Linked DNA regions of Drosophila melanogaster: region 2 is linked to region 1. A link is a contact called in public Hi-C data. All regions are on one chromosome and are shown on one strand. Each heading gives the region's core, a stretch centred on a gene start, on an enhancer-like site or on the middle of the called end of the contact. The rest is flanking DNA. Distances are from core to core; before and after follow the strand shown.

What was found. Hi-C and Micro-C count contacts between places; a contact is called where the count stands out from the background.
Region 2: a contact with region 1 is called in a Hi-C map of the OSC cell line, with 1.9 times the contacts expected there. The contact joins the promoter of CG4374 here to the promoter of Ir94d in region 1. A contact is called at or near these places in 37 of 107 Hi-C or Micro-C datasets (the Clone 8 cell line, the Kc167 cell line, the OSC cell line and 17 more).

Annotation. Positions count from the first base shown.
Region 1 is chr3R:23,399,270-23,406,918 of dm6, forward strand. It overlaps Ir94d (Ionotropic receptor 94d), which reads left to right and starts at 3,539. Exons shown (of 2, transcript NM_001144627.1): 1 at 3,539-3,967; 2 at 4,518-5,870. The coding sequence starts at 3,539. The coding sequence ends at 5,870. CG17380 reads right to left here and starts at 4,459. Exons shown (of 2, transcript NM_142888.4): 1 at 4,348-4,459; 2 at 3,339-4,294. The coding sequence starts at 4,414. The coding sequence ends at 4,002. It overlaps Ir94e (Ionotropic receptor 94e), which reads left to right and starts at 6,240. Exons shown (of 2, transcript NM_001104415.2): 1 at 6,240-6,713; 2 at 6,772-7,649. The coding sequence starts at 6,240. lncRNA:CR44323 (long non-coding RNA:CR44323) reads right to left here and starts at 509. Exons shown (of 1, transcript NR_125237.1): 1 at 1-509.
Region 2 is chr3R:23,467,964-23,475,612 of dm6, forward strand. It overlaps CG4374, which reads right to left and starts at 4,315. Exons shown (of 4, transcript NM_142889.3): 1 at 3,012-4,315.

The sequences.
Region 1 (7,649 bases), core at 2,289-4,788:
TGTGACAAAATGACGAAATTTATGTTACTTTTTTGCATCGGCAAAGTGCAAACCGTTGCCGCTTTTCCGCGGGGCGGGCAGGTGGGCAGTCTGTCAGCAACAAATGCAAAGCGCCAAAAACTGCGACACTTTGTATAAATTGTGTTGAAAACAGCAGCAGCAGCAGCAACAGCAGCAGCAGGAGCAGCTCAGCTCCGAGTCAACTTGGTCGTCTGTCCAAGGCATTTGGGGACTGAACTAAGCTGAACTGAACTGGGATCCAACTGGCGATCGGCGCTGGCCAGTTGCCACACCCCCTCGGGCAAATGCAACAAATTATTGTCATCAATTTTTAGATGCAAAGCTTGAGGAGTGACATTTATTGAAGTTTGGCTGGAGTACGGCGGTCGAGAGCAGGAGCCGCTGGCCAGGCTCAGTTTGGTGGCTTTGGTCCAGGACGTGATTGCTCCACATTGCAGGCGGCTGGTAATGTTGATGATGATTATAGGCACGGTTCGGCATGGTTGGTCCAGTCAACACTGCCGAAAATGAAGAGTACAGCGAACATATAAACTTATCCATGAAATTAAAAGTTTGAAAAGCTATATATCTGTTAGAATAATCACACTAACAAACCTAAAACTTAAGTGTTACAAAGAGGATTAAAATATCATCCATTGATTAGTTGTTATAATATTTTCCAGTGCATCCCGACTTGGTCTGTTCCTGGCCAGTTAGGAGTGACACGTTCACTGCTGATTGCTAGGAAACGATGGCAACAAGTGGCCATCGGCTGGCCATCCACTTAAATGAGTTTCGGCTGGAAGTTTTCTGGGCGCTTTTGTTTCGCCTCGACTGCGACTTTTTTCTTTTTTTTTTTGCCAGATTTTGGTTTTCGGTTTCTGGCGGCGGATGGCGATGCCGCTTCATTAGCAGCTCCCTAGCCCCCAAAAAGTAAAAGCCAAAAAGTTATGACCATATTTGTGCTAAATTATGAGGCCCTTTCATAAATCAGGCACTCGGGCAGCGGCGACCTAGCGAAAAATGCCAAGATTATGGTTGTGGCAATGTTTAGTGTGGCACCATTAGCTTCAGCTGCGGAAAAACTGGCGCAAATGGTCAGCGGTTGGTGGAAATTTACATTGTGTTCGGGTACGTGGACAATTGCAAGTGCTCGACTTACTTTAAACTGTGCCATTTATCATATGCGAAAATATTTTGTCAGTCCGCTTTTGGCCTTTTGCCATTTTCACCATTTCCATTTGGCCATCTTTCGCTTTTCAATGAGTCCCAGACCAGACCAGACCATCGCAGGCCTGGTCTGAATCTCTGCTGTACTGTTGGTTATATCGGGACCCGTCCCCCAAAAAGGCTACCGTTTTGGTTGAGTCTGTCTTTGTTTTTGGCTGTTTTGCTTATGAGGGAGTTGGGGGATTTTCCGGGTGAGCTACAGTTACAGTTGGCTCGTGCATGTCTCGTGGCCAGCAACAATAACTGTACAACTGAACAACTGGACAACAAAAGGCCCCAAAGAGTCGGATGTACGATCACTTGCATTACGGTTCCAGTTGTGAATTTCTGCAGCACATAACCGAATATGAGTTACTTTCCTGGGGCAGTGTCTCTGCCTCAATCCGAATGGAACGGGGCCGTGATCTCGGCCAGAGCGCACTAGGAAGTTTTCAGTTTTTTTTGGGGCTCAGAAACAATTACCAGGTTGCCGGTGTCAGGAGTAAGGACACTCCGGGCGATCTGTGCCGCAGAGTAGGTCGACTCACAATGCAAATGAGTTATCGCTTTTACGATGCCAACTAATCATAAAAAAAAACTTTTCCCTTGGCTCTATGATGTATTCAACTGAAGTTGTTAAAATAATAACGATAGCAAGAAACTTTAAGTTTCTCTGCACTAGTAGTTATTATATACAGAATAATACAAAAATGACAATAAAACTTCCTTCTTGTAGTAAATACACACACTTACAAGTAGTCGGCATGTTTTGCAAGTGGGTTAAGTGAAGTTTCTGCATTGCAAAAGATTACTTTATAAGAATGCGCTTGGGCACTTATGAACTTTGGGGCTCTGACTCTGCTCGCTAAATTGACATCGCATACGCAACCCATGCCAGCCAATTAAAGACTCTACGTGACCTCCAAAAAACAAAAATAAAAAAACTTAACATAAGCACTGATGACAAAAAAAAAAAAAAAAAATGAGAAACCAACCCTGCCATGTTGAGCTTTCCACGCTGCCACTCTTTTTGTGCGAGATACGCGGAATGTGCAGCTAATTGACCAGCCCCAGACGATGATGCACTTCATCAAAACAAAACAAAAAAAAAAAAAAAATACCAAAAAAGCAGAAGCAGCAACCAGAAATGACAAAAGCCAAAAAAAGGCCGAGTGAGTGAGACTTACTCAAGTGGCGGGGCATTACGTCAACGTCAACTCCATTTGGCGGACAACAGCAGGGGACAGAGTCTACGACTGGGAATCGGAGTATTGGAGCTGCGAGGTGGAGCAGATGGAGGATGAGGAGAATGAGGACGATCCGGAGGGAATTCAACCAGATGGGGCTGAGTGCGGGTCAAGTGCTGACGCATCAGCCAAATCCAGTGAAGTGCACCAAAACATATAACTGCTTGAAAAATATAATGAGCCGAGTGGATGCTGTTGTTGGCAGCATCATTAAGAGCGATCATCTGTCAGGGGGATCGCATATGAATGAGATTTGTGCCTCGATTTAGCCTCGCTATTGTTTGCTATTCAATGGAATTAATTCTTTATGGATTTGTAAAACTTCAATGATTAAAAAATTAATAGGGCTTAAGTTAAGACTCCGAAGATATTATACTCTTAAAATATATGCATTTTACTATTGCCTCAAAACAATCATCCCCTTCCCAACTTATATCCATAAATATAATTTATACATAAATCCTTATTTTATAGTTTAAAGCTTAATCTAGTGGCTACCAACTGTTTTCCTAGTACTCATCACACGCCAATGAAATAACTATACTTAATAGCAGATATCGAATGACTAATAAATGAACACAACTATGAGCTGAAAGGAACTTAACACCCAATTGAGTCTTCTTTAAAAAACCAAATGACTATGTGGGCGGTTTTAGTTTTCGTATTTATTGAAAACGGTGAGAAAACGTCTTCATCACAGGAGGAAATGGCGCTACTAGTGGGATCGTTAGTCGGTTTAGTAGCCTTTCAAAATGACCACAAGACTGATTGTAACATTTTCATGGCATAACCAATATTACGTGCCAAAAAGCTTTAGGCGATCAACGAGACTTGTAAATTGAAAGTACTTACCCCAGTTCAGTTAATAAGGATGTATAAATTAAGCCACATATGTATATTATTTTATTACTATAATATAGATGTCAACTTAATGGCACTGTAATGTGATGACAAAAAACTCTCAGGCGACGTTAAATAAATCAAAAGATGGTCGTGACACCTCTTCTCCCGTGGGTGCAGTTAATGGCAGTTGAAAGCACAATATATAAGTTGGAAGTGGACCAACTATTCCCACATTCAAAATGGGTCAGTTGCACCTACTGTTAGTCGCCTTGGTTCTCCTTAGTCCTGGCGGGGATAGCTTCTATCATAGTTTAATTCATCATTTGAATCGTGAACTTAAAATTGAATATGTTCTGCTTTTGGGCAACTTCGATACGACTTGGTTAGATATTTTGTGGCAACTTCCTGTTTCCGTACTTCAAATTAAAGAGCACTCTAGGGAAACCTATAGCTTGCTTGAAAATCCGTCACATAATGTCCTTACAATAGCTTTTGTTAACGATTCACCGGAAGACATACTGGAAATTTTATACCGCAATCTACGTATGCTAAACACACAACCAGTGCTGTTGGTTATAAGGAAATCGACAATTCGAGTAAATTCGTTGTTGGAATGGTGTTGGCACCATCAGCTACTTAAGGTCGTGGCCATTGCTCAAGATTTTATGGTAAGTTGTAAATCATTACTTAATTAATAACCTCTTAATATGAGAGTGTAGTGTTTTCTCTTTTCGTGGTCATTACCGAACCTTCTTCTGACATCGTGCCATCTGTTATTTGTTGTTCATTTTTGTCAGTATAAACAATAAGGTATTCGTCTTCATCAGCTAAAGCATTACATAGAAGTATGCATTCCTTTTTAGTTTGAAAACGATTCGGGTTTCCGCCACAACCACCGTAGATAAATTCTACGCATACATTGTTATCCATGTCATAGGCAAACATTTCAAAATTTCCCTTGCAAGGGCCAGGATTTGCGATGAAAGAGCATCTCTCTTAAAATAAAGATTTACTACGTAGGACTCCTTGAGCTATAAAAATAACTTACCATGTCTGAGTGCCGTAGAAGTCCCGGGGACTATTAAGAAAATCAAAAAGTAGTGAAGCGAATTCATGTCTGTGAAATAATTTATTGTTTGTTTTTGATGTGTTGAAACATACAAATGTCATTATGAAATATTAATCATACGCCCTGTGGGATTTGTCCTATATTTTCAGGAGTCTTTGATTGTCTACAGCTACAACCCTTTCCCCGTCTTGCAGTTTATCGAGAGGCGTTTGGACAACAGCACCGTAATATTCGAAAAACGATTGGAAAATCTTCATGGCTATGAGGTACCGATTGCCTTGGGTGGATCTTCACCCCGACTGATTGTCTATCGTGACTTGGAGGGAAAACTGATTTTCTCAGGACCTGTTGGTAATTTCATGAAGAGCTTTGAACAGCGTTATAATTGCAGATTGGTTCAACCATATCCTTTTGATGAGTCTGCCATTTCTCCGGCTCGTGATTTAATTGCTTCCGTGCAAAATGGTAGTGTCCAAATTGCTCTGGGTGCGATTTATCCCCAAGTTCCATATACAGGATATTCGTATCCCATCGAACTAATGAGCTGGTGCCTGATGATGCCAGTGCCAGAGGAGGTACCTCACAGTCAGCTCTACAGCATGGTATTCAGTCCCATGGCATTTGGGATCACTATTGTTGCCATGGTGTTGATTTCATTGACTTTATCTATGGCTCTGCGTCTTCACGGATATAGAGTCAGCTTTAGTGAGTACTTTCTTCATGACAGCTGTCTGAGAGGAGTCCTGTCTCAATCCTTCTACGAGGTCCTTCGAGCTCCAGCCTTGATAAAGGCCATGTATCTGGTGATCTGTTTGCTGGGACTGCTGATCACCTCATGGTATAACTCGTACTTCTCCACTTTTGTGACCAGTGCCCCCAGATTTCCACAACTCACCAGCTATGAGAGCATTAGGCATTCTAATATCAAGATAGTGATTTGGAAGCCGGAATACGAAATGCTTCTGTTCTTTTCGGAAAACATGGAGAAATACTCGTCGATCTTTCAGCTGCAAGAGGACTACAAAGAGTTTTTGCATTTGCGTGACTCTTTCGACACCAGATACGGCTATATGATGCCAATGGAAAAGTGGTCACTGATGAAGGAGCAACAGAGAGTATTCAGCTCGCCATTATTCAGCCTGCAGGATGACCTCTGCGTCTTTCACACCGTTCCCATAGTGTTTCCCATGGTAAAAAATTCGATATTTAAGGAACCATTTGATCGTCTCATTTTGGATGTGACTGCCACGGGACTTCTGAGTCGCTGGAGAGACATGAGCTTTACGGAAATGATCAAGGCAGGACAATTGGGACTCGAGGATCGAGGACATCCAAAGGAATTTCGGGCCATGAAAGTCGGGGACTTGATACAGATTTGGCGCTTTGTGGGATGGATGCTGGGCTTGGCCACAATAGTCTTTCTCCTTGAGTTAATTTGTTTTTGGCGACATAAGATGTGGCAGAACATGAAATATATGTTTTGTAGAAACAAAAATATTTAAATTAAAGAAATAACTTAGCTTATTAAAATAAAATCTTAATAAAATAAAATCAATATCATTAGGTTGTTATAGAATTTTCTTTAGTATACATATACAAGCCCAGCAACTTGTTATTGTTTAAATGATTAAACATACTCTGAGTGTAGTGTTAATTTTCCAACCAAACTTGTCTGATTGAGGTGATTTCTGCTGTTTTTGTGTAATCCCCTGGGAAATGTTTTCTGGTTTTCTTTTTTTCGCCCGCGACTTGTTAACGTGTTCTGCTAATTGGAATTAACCATTAGCCACGTCGTCGGCGGATTCATTAGCAACCCTTTAAATGTGCAGCGGCATCAATCAGTGTCATGCAGTTGTCCCTCGACCGTCGTGATGGATTGCCCAAAGTGGATCCTGAGCGGCCTTTGCCTGATTAGCCTGGTCAGTGGCGCAACGGTAATTGAATTACTGGGTACGTTGAAACTGGAATTGGACTTTGAGTACGTGCTGCTCATGAAGAATAGGAACTTTAGTCTGTCGGATCAAGTTTGGAACGGCACTTCGTTGACGAAGGACGTTATGGATGAAGTACAAGTGCCTGTCCTTCAATTCAATGAAAATGTGAGCTACTTTTTGCACAACAGCATCAGTAGACGTCTGGTTACCCTAGGTTTTATGAGTGATGCAAATCTGGACGAGCACAGAGGTCTGCTCACAGCTCTGGTCGCGAATCTTAGGCACATGACCACGTCTAGAGTGATTTTTCTAGTCCAATCGAAGGCATCAACTGATTTTCTATACGAACTGTTTAGGAATTGCTGGCGTAAAAAACTATTGAATGTGATTGTTATTTTCCAGGACTTTGAGGTGGGTGTGGAGAATTTTCGAAAACATGATTAAAATATTCTATATTTTTGGATAACAGACTACCTCGACTTTCTACAGCTACTCAAATTTTCCCATACTACAAATAGAAGAGCGCATCTATGAGACTAGTTTGCAAACTCTACCTATCTTTCCCGATCGGCTTAGGAATTTGCATGGCTACGAGATGCCCGTGATTCTTGGAGGTACCGCACCGCGTATGATTGCCTATCGCAACAAGAAGGGTAATGTGGTCTATGATGGAACCGTGGGTCATTTTATGACGGCCTTTCAGCAAAAGTACAATGTAAAGTTTGTTCAGCCACTGCAGGCGAAAAATCCTTTGGACTTTGCTCCATCGATGCAAACAGTCGGTGCAGTGCGAAATGAGACCGTAGAGATATCCATATCCCTGACTTTTCCGACAATTCCTCCATTTGGATTTAGCTATCCGTACGAGCAGATGAATTGGTGCGTCATGCTGCCGGTGGAGGCCGATGTGCCACCATTTGAGTATTACACTAGGGTCTTTGAGCTGGCTGCTTTCCTGCTAACTCTGGGTACCCTGGTACTGATATCCTGTCTCCTGGCCAGCGCTTTGAGCCTCCATGGCTATGCAACTAACATCAGTGAGTTCCTGCTCCACGACAGCTGCTTGAGGGGAGTACTGGGCCAATCATTTGTGGAAGTTTTCCGAGCGCCCACTCTTGTACGGGGTATTTATCTGGAGATTTGTGTGCTGGGCATCCTGATCACCGCCTGGTACAACTCCTATTTCTCCAGCTATGTGACCAGTGCACCAAAGCAGCCGCCTTTTCGAACGTATGATGATATTTTGGCCTCTAAACTTAAAGTGGTGGCGTGGAAGCCTGAGTATGCAGAGCTGGTTGGCCGTCTCCTTGAGTTTCGGAAGTACGAGACCATGTTCCTGGTGGAACC
Region 2 (7,649 bases), core at 3,065-5,564, 69 kb after region 1:
CTGTTAATATATTTTTTTATAGATATAGGCTGGGCCCTTCATTCACACAATTAGCAATTTCATGCGTCTTTGTGTCTGGTTTAAAGTATGAATTTTTGTGGCCTTTATTTCGTTTCGTTTCGATCTGTTTCTGTTGTAATGTGTGAAATTGATTTTCGCTTGGCAATTGGGCTTGTAATGGCCAACAAGTTTTCTCACCCTGCGGAGGTCTCCGTTCGAAGACAATTAAGCGAAATAGATGGGAACTCACTGCTTCCTGCAGTTCAAGTTGAACTTGTGAAGATTAGGCTTAGTCAGTGTAAACTGGGTCAATTTGAAATGTTTGTATGTATGAGGTTTGATGTCATGGGTTATCCTCTACCGAATAACCTGCAGTTTGGACATGTCGGCTATTTCAAAGCCTGTTTCTGGCGGCGATTTATGGAAGTGGGGACACCTTCCCTGACAGCATCATCACCTGGCGTTGCCAGGCACTCGTAACATTTGCAACATTCGCATTCAAATGACACTAACGGCTTTGTCATGTACTGGGCCACATGTAACTGTACGGTTTGTCTTTTCTGGAGAGCCAGTAATCATGCTCTAACGACACAGACAAACACGTATATAATTTGTATAAGGCGCTGCTATGCGGTGAATCGTCAGCGGGTTCATATAGAAATCTTGTAATCTGATAGGCATGACAAGAAATATTTTGCTTGTCATTAAATTTACTTTTATTTATGCAGCACTGTCTATCATTGTTGATGTTGTTGTTGTTGCCGCTGCCGTTGCTTTTCGATTCGCGTGTTTTGTTTCGGCGGCGGCTTGAAATTAGTGAAAACTCTTCACATCGAGAAGACTGACTGACTGAATGGATGGTATGGTTTGGTATGGCATGGGGGAAACTTGAAAACGTATGCATGCATAAGTTGGCGCCTGCTAACGTCTTATAGTCATCGATTTTCGACCATTGTGCTGTTTGCTTGGCTGGTTTGGAGTTGAGTAATAGGCGAAATATTTGCGCATGCCTCATTACGGCTGCTTTTTGGGTTGCGGTAATCGATGGCAGTGTAAGCCAGAAATGCGCGGGAGTGGCGAAACAAAAGACTTAGGCAACGAACTCAATGCAGTTAGAACGCTAGCAGCAGATTCCATGAGATGCGTGACATTTCCAGTTATGACATCACATCGCTGTGGCAACAGCACGCAAATGTCAACCAAGTGCGTCATCGATGACAATCAATCGTGTGGACAAAGGGCAGCAAGTGGTGGCTAATCGGTAGCCAACTAGATTGACAGCTTCACTGACTAAACGACAGTCAAACAGGCAGACAGATCGACAGACATTCGGTCTAGATGACATGTGCAATGACGCGTTTGTTGGGGAAAAAACCTCAATAGCAACAACAATGGCCTAGCATAATGAGTACAATTACTGGCCAAGCAAATCAAATGCAACGCGCTACCAACGCTTTGAATCAGTCACAATTAATTGCAGCCAGCAGCAGCAGTCCGCAAAAAACGTTCATAAATTATAGCGGCGGCGGCAGAAAAAAGTATTAATTAAAAAAGAAGGAAAAAGCTGCAACGGTAACAACAGCTATTAAGAAAATTTCTTGTTGACTCATCCGAGTCCACAATTAACAACTCGCAGACTACCAAGAATCGTTGAGACTGCGACTTTGGCCAGCATTTCTTGCACTCATTTGTCGCATTTTGTCCCAGCCACTTGGCGATTTCTTTGTCAGAGCTCGGCAATTAAACAATTGTTGTTATCTTAGTTGCTTCGTTTTTTTTTTTAGTTTTGTGTCTGAGATGCAGCTGTTGTTGTTGCCGTCATCATTGCAGGCTATAAATTTTATTTAATTTCTCGGCCCCTGCCCCTTAAAAGCACACGCCCTGGTGGCTGGGGATCTCGTGACTTGCGTTTCGCAATTGTGAGAATCGAGTATTAAATAATTCTTTGCATATTTATTTATAAACATTATTCCTGCCTCTTCTTCACTCTTAAAATGCGATTTCCTCAAAGCTGATTAGGCGTTTTAATTTGCGATGTTCCTGGCTCTAGTCTCAATGGGTTCACATTAATACTCTACCTCTTAAGTTTAAAAATATTGATTTATAGATTAAAAATTGTTTAAGCTATACCATTCAGATAAATAAAATTGAATATACACTGATGTGAAAATAAACTAGTAGACTTCATAATTTTTTACTCAGCAAGCGTAATTCAGAATTTAAAGATCATTTTCTATGCCCCCGTCAAACCACAAATAAAAATCTGTAATTACTAACATTAAGCATCGTTTAGTCAAAGCGAGACATATACCTGTGTTTGATTAATCATTAAAAGCCCCATTATTTGCCAAACATCAGCAATGACCAACATACCCAGTTCCTCTCCAAAAGCGAAGCACTAATGCCTCATGCAATTGTAATTATCAATATAAAATGAAACAAGCAAAAAAAACTCCGTTTGCTCACAGCTGTATTTCCTCTTAATTGTACAGGAGGAAGAAAAAATAAATCGCTTTTCCAATAAATTGCATCACAAGACTCTTAACAATCCCACCAGCACCATCGACCATATGGACGCGTCAATTGTTAAAGTGTTGAAGTGTTTTTATTTAAATTGCTCAACTGAACTTGTAATTATGGCTCACTCTGATTATTGCTATTGCTGTTGTTGCTGCACTCTGGGTTTAGCATAAGCCAGACTGGATATAAATTATTTTTAGAGCCATGCTGGAGTTTTCACTCGCACAGTTTCTCACTGCTCGAAAAAGATAGCAATTAATTGTAGTTAAAAATGCTTTAACTAACGGTTTTATGGTCAAACAACAAAAGCGGCAGTTGACTTGTCAGTTAATTGTATTTGAAATCGCTGTCTCTGCTAATTGATAAATCTCCATTGGCCAAAAGGCAAAAGCTCAGCACTCGATGGGCGGCAGTTGCACATAAAATGCAATTACAAACGCGTAAAACCGAAGCAAACGGTTCGACTTAAGCTCCGGTTCAACACAACTCACCTGCGGCAGGGCAAATACGATTTTGACGGCTCTTTGCTCCGAATTGGAATCGGAATCTCCCCCAGAATCTCCTTGTGATCGCGGCTCGCAGTAGTAAGGCCACAAAAACACACGCGATACCACACTCACACACTCGGATATCTTAGCCAGGCTCAATCTATAAAACGCGGATGTGGTTGGCAGCAAAAACTGGCAAGTGAAATATTTATGCAAATTTATTTCAGCTTCTTTTTTCGTTGTTGTGCAGCAGCAGCAGCCAGGCTGTGTTGGTGAAATGCATTTGAAGACATTAAGCGGCACACTTGGCAATTGTCGTCGTTTGGGGCAGCGAAGCGATTTGATTGAAGTGGTGCTGCCGACCAGGTCCACAAGCCGACAAACCGACAGTCCGAGTGGCAGGCGAAACGTTGTTTAACAATTGTTTCTTTTAAACTTTTTTTTTATTTTGTGTTGTATTTTAGTTTTGTTTTTTTTTTTTGTGCGGTCCGGCAGGATTTGAGTTGTCAATTAGTTTGTTACGGCTGCTATCACTTGGCAATTCGGAGGCGCCCGAAGCGCCGTTATCTGCTGCAAACAAATGACACCACAAAATGGCAGCGCGTTCGTTGCCTAAGTCTTTCGTTTTTTCGCCCGGCGAGAAGATTGAAGTGAAGCTGAATCGGAGACTTAGTTAGAGCCTCTGTTTCTTTATTTGTGTGCCATTAAAAGACCGCTTTATTGCAACATGTTTTTCTATATACAATATAATTAATTTACTGATACAAATATTTTATTGCACGCTCTTTATGTGATCTTTTGGCCAGCGAGTAATTAAAAATAAATTTAATTTAATTTGCCTTTTTATTTATTTATACTCTCGTGTATTTTTGTTTTTTGTCGGCGATCGAAACGAGTTTTGTCTTTTGTTAATATTACTTTATATGTATGCTAGTCTTGTCTTGGCATAGGGCATATGGGGCTACAAACTGGCATATATGTTTTGATTTGGTTTTATGGCCGCACTGAATAGCTTTTTACTGTTGGCCAGACTTTTTACGAGCACTATTTTCAGTAGGTAGCCACACAGTAACAAATTAAGTTTGAGTGCCAGCTGCAGGCGGGATTTTCATTTTCATTCGGCCCCCAAACGAAAAAAGCATTTCCATTTCGATATACGCGCAGTTCATTGGCCAGGTCCACAATAGCGACGAAAATCGCACGCAAAACGCCCTGGAAACGCGCGCACGCGACAACAAAAAACGCGCACGCGATTCGCCAGCGAAACGAGAAAACTCAATACAAACTCAGCTAAAATTGCGAACGTATTTTAGCGCGCAGTCGCAAACAGCTTAAACAGTCCCGCAAGAAAGTCGCACAGAAACTGCAAGAGGATAAAAATTGCAATCGGCTCACAGCCCGACTGCAGTAGCAGCAATGGCAGCAGCGACGCAGCAGCGACAGCAACACGTTGCAATGCCGGTGCAGCAGCAACATCGGCAGGAGAAGCAGCAGCAGCAACAGCAACAGCAGCGTTGCAAAACGTTAAGATCTCTCGGCAAAAACAGGCAACAACCTCTCGAAGACCGACTGACCGAGTAATACAGTCCAGCACCCCAACAACCACAACCTCAGCCACAACAACAACAGCAACACGGCCCGAACTCTCTGGCTGGAAAAAAAAGCCGCTAAAAGCGCTAAGCCATGAAAACCTGTTGTGCACCGATCGCTGCCAGCGTCGTTCGTTGCTTCGTGTTTATCGCGAATCTCGCTCTCTTAGCCCATTCTCTGTGGTGGGGCCTTCCAGTGGAGAGCGACTGGCTTAGCGGTTAATTTCCAGTTGGCTGCAATATCAGTTGCCGATCTGCTTTTGACCAATAAAAAAGGGGGTTTCAAGTCAGGCGTCTGGAACGACGTCGGCTGCGAAGTCAGCCGCGTCTTAACGATCAAAGAGAAGTGAAGTTAAGAGAGCTTGTATGCTCTTTCAAGCCACTGCTTAGGGCGAAAACGGACTGATAAGAAATTGAATAAAATTATATGAATTTCATTAAGCCGCAACAGAAAAGAGCACACACATTTCCTGGTCGGCCACGCCTGGATATTACGGCTATCGAGGCTCATTTATCGCGGCAAAAAGGAAGCGAAAAGTGCTTGTGAGAATATATTTTCATTTTCAAACTTCAGATACAAATCATAATTGAAAGGAGCTCAAAAACTATACGAAAAAAGAGAGAGGGGCAGGATGAGCTGTTTCAGCGGACAGGCGACACTTGCCACACGTCCAAAGGTTGCGACTTTGACAATTTAATTGTCACACGCCCGCCACTTTTGGTCAGCTTCCCGGCAGCACGAACTTGCCGCCTCGAACTCTATTAACGAAGCCAATTGACGGACACTTGAATGGCCAGCCGCTGTCACTAGAGCGGGGGGTACCAAAAAAGGGGGGAAATAGGGTGTGCAGGGGGAGTCAGTTGGAGAGGTGAGACCCCAATGGACCACCGAACGGCATTAACATAAACAAGTGTTGCAGGAGTCGCGAGCTGCAAAAGGGTAACAGAAACATCCCGAACATTGTCATAAATAACGCGACAATGACAACTTGTTTGCGCGGATTCGGAATTGGAGCTGCGATTGGGATGGGTGATAGTGCACTTAGAAAAAATAATTACTCTAGGTTGCATCTGAGAGGAAATACCAAATGTTTAATTAAGTATTCCGAAACACCAGCTTAACTTAATCCTTGTTCCCAAAGTTAAAGTATTGCTTGTAAAAGTCATTACAAATTTCAGCTCAAAATATTGACTCAATATATTAATGCATTTTTTCATTTGGAATTTGGAATTTGGAATTTTTTGAGTGTAGCGGTACTGCTATCGCAGTCGGAATCGGAATTGCGGCCTAATGCAGCAATTGACGTGCGGCGTTTGCACCTAGCTGAGTATTTGATCCGTCCGCAGGTCCCAGAGGCGGAGGCCACATAAAAGTGGCGCGGCAATTGCCAACTTTGGTAACTGCCGGCGACAAGTGTAAAACGACTGTCTCCAGGAGTCGGCGCTGGGATCTCGGATATTATGGCTGGATCTTGGGCATTCAGACTTGGCCAAGTGGTGCTCCTGGCACAGAATCGCCATTCGCGACAGTGTGTTTGTGTGTTTATGGCAGCTGCCGTTTGATACTCATTCAAGTGCCGCCTAACATGATTTCGGTGTCATCTGCTTTTCAGCTTTAATATTGCCTGTTTAATGTGACATTTGCTGTAGATGTTGCTGGTGCTGTTGCCTCTACTGCTGGGCTATTGCATTATTTATGAGCCTCGGATCGGATCGGATAGGATAGGATCGAATTCGGATTCGATCCCCACATTCACCTCCCATTCGCTCTCACCGCCTCTATGGCCCATGGATGGCATCTTAAACGTTTCCCATTTTTAATTTAGTGATGATTGATGTCTTGTCCACGTCGCCTTGACAACGACACACTTGACTCAGCGGTGCCTCCACTATATCCACGATATTCACTGTATCCATCTACCCGTCCCGCATTTTCGCATTTGGCTCGCCTGTGGGGATACGCAGCTGTGTCTTTGGCACAAAAGTCAATTAAGCTGCGATTTAAATGCTGCCAGGGTCATGCCTTGGGAAAGGAGTGTCCATCCATGGGAAGCTGGGATTAGTGGCTCTGCTCCCAACTGGCCAGCAAATGGTCCTCATGTACGTGCGGTTGCCTGGCCCCAAAATGGAGCCCAGTGAGCGCCATTTGACCTGATTTTATTTGCACTATTTTACTTTTATTGCTCACTGTTATAGTTGCACTGAGTGAAATTCAACGTTAGAGTTTTAGGCTTTAATGAAAATTGTATTCTAAATAAACTCAATTGGTTAGTATAAATTAAGCTTTTAGATAAGCTAGTAAATATATATTTGATAAACTTTGAAATTATTCAAAAATATTTTACAATTGTTCCTTTAAGTATTTATCATATTATCCTATCTGGGAGTTTCTTGTGCGACATCGCAATTTCGTTAGTGCAATATTCAAAATTTTTTACAAGTGTTTGAGTGCATTTGGAATGAATGGGAAGCCATTGTGGGCTTCTACCGGTGCATGGCAATGATGCGGAACCGAGTATAAAATGAAATTGCAATCCACAAATTGCCAGGGCGACGGCCATCGACAATTTCATTTCTTTAACATCGAGTGCCGGTGCTCCTGCTCCTTACTGCTTCCATTTGGAAGCCGAAGAGCGGTTCAAAAGGTTTGCCAAATTATAAATTAAAAGTAAATCGAATCGAATGCTTAGCCATTTGTCTGTGAACTTGAAAGTGCTGGCGATGTGAAAGCCGGCTGAGCCGACTAGGGGCTCAGGGGTCAGCTCCAAATACAAATACCCATCGAAATCCCCAACCGGAGCGTTGCAGGTGCATGCCAAATCCGTTTGTCAGCGTCAGCATCTCGGTCGTGTGTTTTTCCAGCTTGTTCTAATTTGCATGCAAACGGATCTGTAGACCGGACCGGAATGGAATGGACCAGACTAAACGCTGAACTGGACGGAGCGGCGGCGACCTGCCACAAGCCATGACGAATTACTTGACACCTGGACGGGCCATAAAACGGCGATCGTTTTGGCGGGGGCGTTCCGTTTGGCCTCACTTCTTTAGTCTG